Linked DNA regions of Gossypium hirsutum: region 2 is linked to region 1. Evidence: chromatin contacts called from public Hi-C data. All regions are on one chromosome and are shown on one strand. Each heading gives the region's core, a stretch centred on a gene start, on an enhancer-like site or on the middle of the called end of the contact. The rest is flanking DNA. Distances are from core to core; before and after follow the strand shown. Region 1 has its middle 8.8 kb from the start of LOC121216018. Region 2 holds the start of LOC107952027 (mitogen-activated protein kinase kinase kinase 3).

Region 1 (3,704 bases), core at 868-3,367:
GTTTCTAATTGTGTTGGTGTTATAAATTAACCAAGTACCAATTCGGTTAGAGAAATTATTCGTGTCTAAAATAAGATTAATTAAGTGTATTTTAGTGTTTTTAGTTAAAAAAAAACAACAACAAAAGGTATGCATATGGAGGAATTTAAACTCACATCACTGGCATTAATAAAACCTTAAATTTATCACTCGACCAAAGTTATTTTTTATACAATTTAATTTTATTATGTACACTTTATTACTCTACCAATTGTATATATTAATAAAATTGAGATGATGTTATAAAATAATTCGATACCAACTTAGCATTGATAACAACACCACGATAAATAATTGTATTCATTTAGTATTCTTAATGATATATTCATATGTTTAAATTTAGTTTTACTTACAATTTAATCTAATTTTATTTATTTTAATATCATACATATTTCTTATATTATTAATTAATTCTAAACCATACATTTCATTATTTATTGTATGTTATTTTTAAACATATATTTGTATTCTAAATATGTAGTTTCTATACGCATACTCATGTGATAAAATTTCTAATTTATCATAAACCGTTGATTAAATTGATATCATGAGTTAATCATGTATCAACTCAATTTAGAAAAGACAAAAATATCCTCACTTTACAAAGTGAATTATACTATTTTGAGGGAATTTTTATCATTTTATATCTTTTACAAAAATAAAAAATAAAAAAATATATACACACAATAAAATTTGAATCCATGTCTCTTTAATTTTCCATATTTATGATTTATATTTTACCATTAAGCTAAAACCTCATTTATTATTTATATCAATTTTTAAAAAGACATATTTATTACATAATTTTATTTTTCACGCATATTATGAATTTACCATAATCTGATTATTATTATTAGTTTCAAATTTTCTATTTCATATAAAACATTTATTACATGAAATTTTAAATGCAGACATATATTCTAAATACTGTGATAAATTTTTAAATTTTACTAATTTCCCTTATAAAAGTTAAAACATTTTTTTGTAATAATATGATAAATTTTATTTTATGCTGGAATTATTTTTTTACAAAATCCAGAATTTAGTTAGTAAAAAAAATTGAAGGAACTGACAAATTTGATAAGGACTTAATGAGTATTTCACTATTAAAAAAAAAGTAGCAAAACTTTAAACCAATAAATTTGATTTGAATGATCCAAAAACAAATTCTTTTGAAGAAAAAAAGTTAATTTGAATAAATCCAAAAACAGTGAACTTTTTATCATAATCCTGTGGGCTAGGCTAGAACCAGAAGAGCGCATATATCTCCCTCTAATTGGATCAAAGTCAGTAGAAAATAACTAAAATATTCTTTTCAATAAATATTTATGTAAAAATTAAAAAACTACTTAAAAAAAATACAATATCAAAGTTTAAACTTATAACTAATACTTCAAAGGAATGTTATACTTTAGTTTTTTTTTTTGGCTAAATATATAGATTGACCCCTAAATTTGGTAACTTTTCTCAAATTGGCTCTAAACTTTTTTTTATCGCATTACTTCCTAAAGTTGGCATCTCTTACATAAATTGGTCTTTATTGTTAACATCGTTAGTTTTTTAAGGCTTAATATATAGATTAACCCCTAAATTTGGCAACTTTTCTCACATTGACCTCTATTTTTTTTGAATCATATTAGTCCCTAAAATTGACATCCACTAAACATATTAATCCCTACACTAACACAATTTGTTTTTGAAGAATATGCTGATGTGGACAAGTATGAGAGCGACACGTGAAGAAATAAAGGGACGACATGTAGATTCATTTTTCTTAAAACATTAAAAAAAAACTTTAAATTTTGAAAAAAATTCAAAAAAATTGAATATATAAAAAATAAAATTTTAACCCCATACTTATCCACATCAACAAATTCTTAAAAAAATACACGGTGTTAATGTAGAGACCAGTCTATATAACACATGCCAACCTTAATAACCAATATGATAAAAGAAATTTAGGGATTAATATGAGAAAATTGTCAAATTTAGGAGCAAATCTATTAACATGTATAGCGTATAGAATAAAAGTTAATTAATGTGTGTTTTCTGAAAAAAGAAAAATTTAATTAATGTGTGGCTCACGGATGCACAGGGACAAAAAGCACTACACTGCACCCTATTAACATGTGGAGAGGACTACATTACTTAATATGTTATCCAAAATTCGGATTTTTATCAACGGTGATTATACGACCGCTCCAAAAAGGATAAACGAATACCACGTTAATTTCCTTCAATATACTGAATTTTTTGTGTTTTATTTTGGTGAAAATTTTTAATTTATCGTTAAATTATTTAAATTTATAATTTTAGCCATTAAATTTGAAACTGTTGGATAACATGACTGTCATAAACTATATTAATGATGGTTTAATTATGAGAATGTTTTTGTTTTAATTATCTAATTATAAAAAATTTTCAATTTAATCATTAAATTTTTTTAGTCACCATATCTTTAATAACAAATTTAGTCATTCAATATTTATATCATCTATAAATTAGTTCAACTTTTTAAAAAATTTAAAAAATTTAACATTTAATATTTACAAAATATATTAATTTCATGTTAGGTGGTGTTATTCACTGCAATAAAATTCAAAGGTTTCTAGTTTCTTATGCCACAAAAAATCTTAAGCTGTTGGTAAATTTTTTTTTAACACTTTAGATTAAACAATGTTTTTTCGACACTAGAAAATTCAAAGGTTTTTAGTTTCCGACGCCAAAGAGATAATAAATCGTCAGAAAGTTGTTTATTATTGTTTTTGTTGTAAATTTTTATGTTAAAATAGTGGTTCTTTTGTGCCTAAAAAACTCAAGTCTTACTAGCGTCAAATAAAAAACTATTAAAAAATTTTCTAGAGCCAAACACTAGTAAGAATGTTTAGAGTTAAAATTTATTGATATTTTTTAGAATTAAGACTAAATTGATAGAACATATAAATATTGAATGGTAAAATTTGTTATTAGACCAATAAAAAAAGGCCATGTCCAACGTTTGTTATAACTTTAATGGCATGTTACTAAAAAAATTAATTTTGGAAACATTAGTGACTAAATAATTTTTTATATAGTTGGATTATCAAAACAGAAACACTCTCATAGTTGAGTGACCATTCATGTAGTTTATAATGGCCGCATCATCTAGTTGTTTCAAACTTAGTGACACAGTGATTAATAAAAATAAATTCGAATAGTTTAGTGATCAAATTAAAAATTGTCATAATTAGGTGACTAAAATAAGAACTTGCAAAAATTCAGTGGCTAATTAAGTAGTTTACCCATTTCTTTTATTCATACTATATATTAAGCACTTGATTAAGTTACTGTCATGAGCCAATCAAGCATTAAATCGATTGAGTATTGATGAAAATACTCTTACTTTACATGTGAAAAATTGAACGCCGATAATGACAATGAATTGCAAAGAAAGAGAGAAAAGAACATGTAAAATTTTACGTGGAAATCCTTTCGGGAAAAAACAACGAGCAAAGAAGAATAAAATTTACTATGTCGAAATTCGAATTTTACAATAGGAATATAGGTTACGTTTATTTATAGGTTTGTAAAATTATATTTAATGAAAGTCAAATAAAAGTAATGCAGTAAAGTTAAAATACTTTATTCTAATCAACATCAAATAGAGGAAGTAAACTTCTATATGG
Region 2 (3,704 bases), core at 451-2,950, 120 kb before region 1:
AAGGATATCTCCTGTTTCGCATTAGAAGAAAAAGATTCTAATCAATAACCCCCAAACATTGCCATGAAAGAAACGATGTTTTAAGACACTGAGATTTTGTAAAAACCAGACCAACCTGGTTCAGTTGTTTGAGACATTCTTTTGATGTTTGATCATCTGTAATGACCTTAACTTCCTTCACTGCACACATTGTTCCATTTTCACTGTTGGAAAAAGTAATATATAAAGCTTTTTCTTTTGAATTCATTCATATGAAAGGGCAATGAAATTATATCAAATATTTTACCTATTAAATCCAGCATAAACATGTCCAAATGTCCCTCTTCCTAGAAGCTTCCCTTTCTTCCATTTAGATGGAGATTTCTTTGGAGGTTTATTAGGTGAAGTAGGAGGAGGAAGGGGAAGACGATGACATGGATGTTTCTCAGTTGGGGACTCTAAACTGGCATCCCATGGTGACAGATATCGAGGTGATTGATGCATATACGAAGCTTTTGATCCTGAATTTGAGCCTTTTGACCATAAGTTGCTGTTATTTTCTTCATATACTCTGCAACCAAATCATAAACTATGTCACTTATATATCAGAGTTTTTATATTAATATTTTCTAAAAGAATCATGTGAGCACCGTAGCTTTAATGATGTTAACAACAGGGGAACCACCAGATGAACGGTATAAAATATCCAGCTATTATATTTGCCTTTTCTTCATTAAGGCAAAAGAAAATACATTAATTAGTATTACAAGTTTGGTAGATGATAACCGACACATTTCTGCACATAGCTTTTCAGGCACTTAAATTATAAATTATATGTTAAATAATTTGTCATAAATGATAATTATATCTTCTATTTTACTTTTTTGTTTTTGTTAATAATTTTTTATGCTAAATATATTCGATTGTTTACTGTAACATTGAAGCAATTCATTTTATCATTTTTTTCTTTAATTTTTAATCAATTTCTTTTTAGTTTAAAATGCCTAAATTTACTTAAAAGTTAAATATAATTTAATTTTATAATAATTCAATATTTTCATTATTTTTTAATGTTGTATATAATTTGATAAAGAAATATAAAACAAAGAGGGTGAAGTTTTCTGAAAATCAAACCAGTATTGAGTGGAAATTTATGGAATTTTCACTAAAATCTGTATCAGATAGTTATTATTTGATCTTCATGAGCAAAACAGAAGATGAAACAAGTTTTTTAAGGAACTTGAGAATATAAGCTACAAACCTGAAGGAACTGAAATCCCCATGAATATCATCATCATCATCATCATCATCAGAAGATTCATTTGAGGTAACACTTGAAACTGACACCCTTTCTGAACCAAAACTTGAACCCCTTTGATGGGACTCCATTGATGCCCTACATGAAGAAGCTGAAGGCTGTGGCAATGGATAAGCTTTCTTCTCCCTACTTTTACTTCCTAAATCTGAATCAGAATCCCACAACACTGAACACCCATGAAAGGAGATTGGATGAACTTCAATATCATAACTGTTTCTCGGAGATTTTTTACTCGCTGCAGCTGCTTCATGCAAGCCTTTTGGCTTCTCCATGCTATGTTTATTGTTGTTCCTTGTTGTATATGTTTTCTTCATGCTCTTTTCTTCCATATAATAAAGCACTGTGTGAGGAAGAACTAAGTAAGTTTTAGGCTGAAGTTGTGCTTTATGAACCCACTTGTTTATATAGTGGTTAACATTAATGTGATACCGCGTGCTTGCCTGTATATACACGGGTGTGTTTATCTACCGAGGCCTTCCACTGGCTACTTGGTGGTTTGAAATGATTTAATGTACGTCCAATCCTACGGTAAAATTTTATGACAATCCATTTTTGATATAAAATTAACTTCAGGTATCTTTTGATTTTCGAATTAAAATGGATGGTACCTGGATAGAGTCAGGTCTTCTCCATTTTTGGTTTGTTTTTGGATAGGAAATCAATATTACTTGGAAGAAACTTCGAAAATAAGCATATATCTAAGGACATTTACTTGACTCTTTGATTATCTGCAATTAGCCTTTATATGTTCATTATAAGAGCAAAAGATTGGTCAGATTATTACATAATGATGACGAATTTATGATTCCAAAGCAAAACAGAAAAACATATTGTCACTTCTTAAATTCTCCATTTTAAAACAATAAATCAGAGCAGATCAAATACATTCAATTATGAGCATCTTTTCAACTGCACAGCCTTGTCCTTAAATATACCATTAACCACTTTTTTCCTTAACAGTCAATCACTAACAAAGATCTTGCATCTTGTTGTATCAGACAACCTTTTCTTTTTATATAGGAAAGGATTGTAACTTGTTAATGGAGGGAAACTTGCTAATAGAAGAAAAGTGTTAGAAAACCCAACAATTCCAACCCTAACTTATTAAATGTCACCTTTCGAAAGACAGACATAAGCTTTTTGGTTTTAATGCTTTGTCTTCTTCTGCACATTTGACTTGTCTGCAACTTCTCCAATACAGAAAATTGCTTCCATGAGAAAAACACAGATTTGGAAAATTCAAACAAGTGCAAGCCACGAAGACAACATTCAGTACTCATCAACTTGGTTTCAACTGCATGCATGCCGCCCTGGTGGACATGGCAGTGGATAAATTATTGATGAAATACATGGCGTCAAAATGCTCTCCGCTACATTTTAGATATTATTGGTTTTGTGTCCCATTATAATAAAACCGAAGTGGACCTTACTGCATTGATGAATTGTCTTTGTCAGCTAAACAATTTGCAAAACCAGCAACTCCCCCCCCCCTCCTCTTATGGTGGAAAACCGCTGCCTTTCCTTTTCTGTTAAATGTCCACAACCTATATGATGATGTATGTTAGTTTTCTTATTTAGGGTGGACCTTTTAATTATGCATGAAAACATATGGAAACTTTTGACATTAGAATTCACAGTTTTGGCCATTGTTTCAAAGACATTAAACTCGGCAGATGATTGGTTATTCTCGTACACACTACAAGAAAAATGAGTATTTAATTTGTAGATGTTAAATTTAATTTTTTAAGATACTAATTACAATAACTAAATTAAATTATTGCTAAATATTATAAAGTTAGCAATGACTTTAACATATGTCGTGTAATTTAATTTTCTTTCTATTAATAGTAACAACACGATTTGTCGTGATGAATTATTAGTAAAAGGTATAGCAACTAAACAAGTTGTTGCTAAACCTTAAAATATTAGTAAGAACCTTAAAATGTTGTTACAACAAAGTGAATTGTTAATGAAATTTGTAACGACTAGAAGAGTTGTTAAACGCTAAAATATTAGTAATAGCCTTAAAATGTTATTACTTAATTTAATTTTATATTTATTCATTGCAACGACACGATTTATCGTTATGGATTATTAATTAAATTTGTAATAACAAAATAAATTATTGTTAAATGTTAAAATATTAACCATAACCATAAAATGTTGTTACGTATTTTAATCTTCTACTTATTGATTACAACAAAATGATTTGCCGTTATCAATTATTAAAAAAGTTTGTAATGATAAAACAAGTTATAAGTCATTTACACATATTTAAACGTGAGTATACGTAAAAAAAACTGGAAAAAAGGGAACATGTACGTGTTCGATGTAGCTGTTTGCTTTGCCTTTCATGGAGCAAATGATTATGAAAATCTCAAATTCGATGTCCTTCTGTCTTGTCTAC

What was found. A called contact is a pair of places that touch in the nucleus more often than the background predicts.
Region 2: a contact with region 1 is called in a Hi-C map of leaf, with 4 times the contacts expected there. The contact joins the promoter of LOC107952027 here to the enhancer-like site in region 1. A contact is called at or near these places in 12 of 34 Hi-C or Micro-C datasets (anther, fibers, hypocotyl and 3 more).

What each region holds. Positions count from the first base shown.
Region 1 is chrA02:12,109,059-12,112,762 of Gossypium_hirsutum_v2.1, reverse strand. No RefSeq gene overlaps it. Among protein-coding and RNA genes, the nearest start is that of LOC121216018, 8.8 kb to the right of the region's middle. Within about 2 kb of position 2,117, at least 1 of the 9 cell types and tissues checked has an H3K27ac peak or open chromatin away from gene starts, as enhancers often do. A contact at or near this core is called in leaf, where this site is marked.
Region 2 is chrA02:12,227,259-12,230,962 of Gossypium_hirsutum_v2.1, reverse strand. It overlaps LOC107952027 (mitogen-activated protein kinase kinase kinase 3), which reads right to left and starts at 1,700. Exons shown (of 8, transcript XM_016887265.2): 1 at 1,241-1,700; 2 at 287-550; 3 at 116-203. The coding sequence starts at 1,626.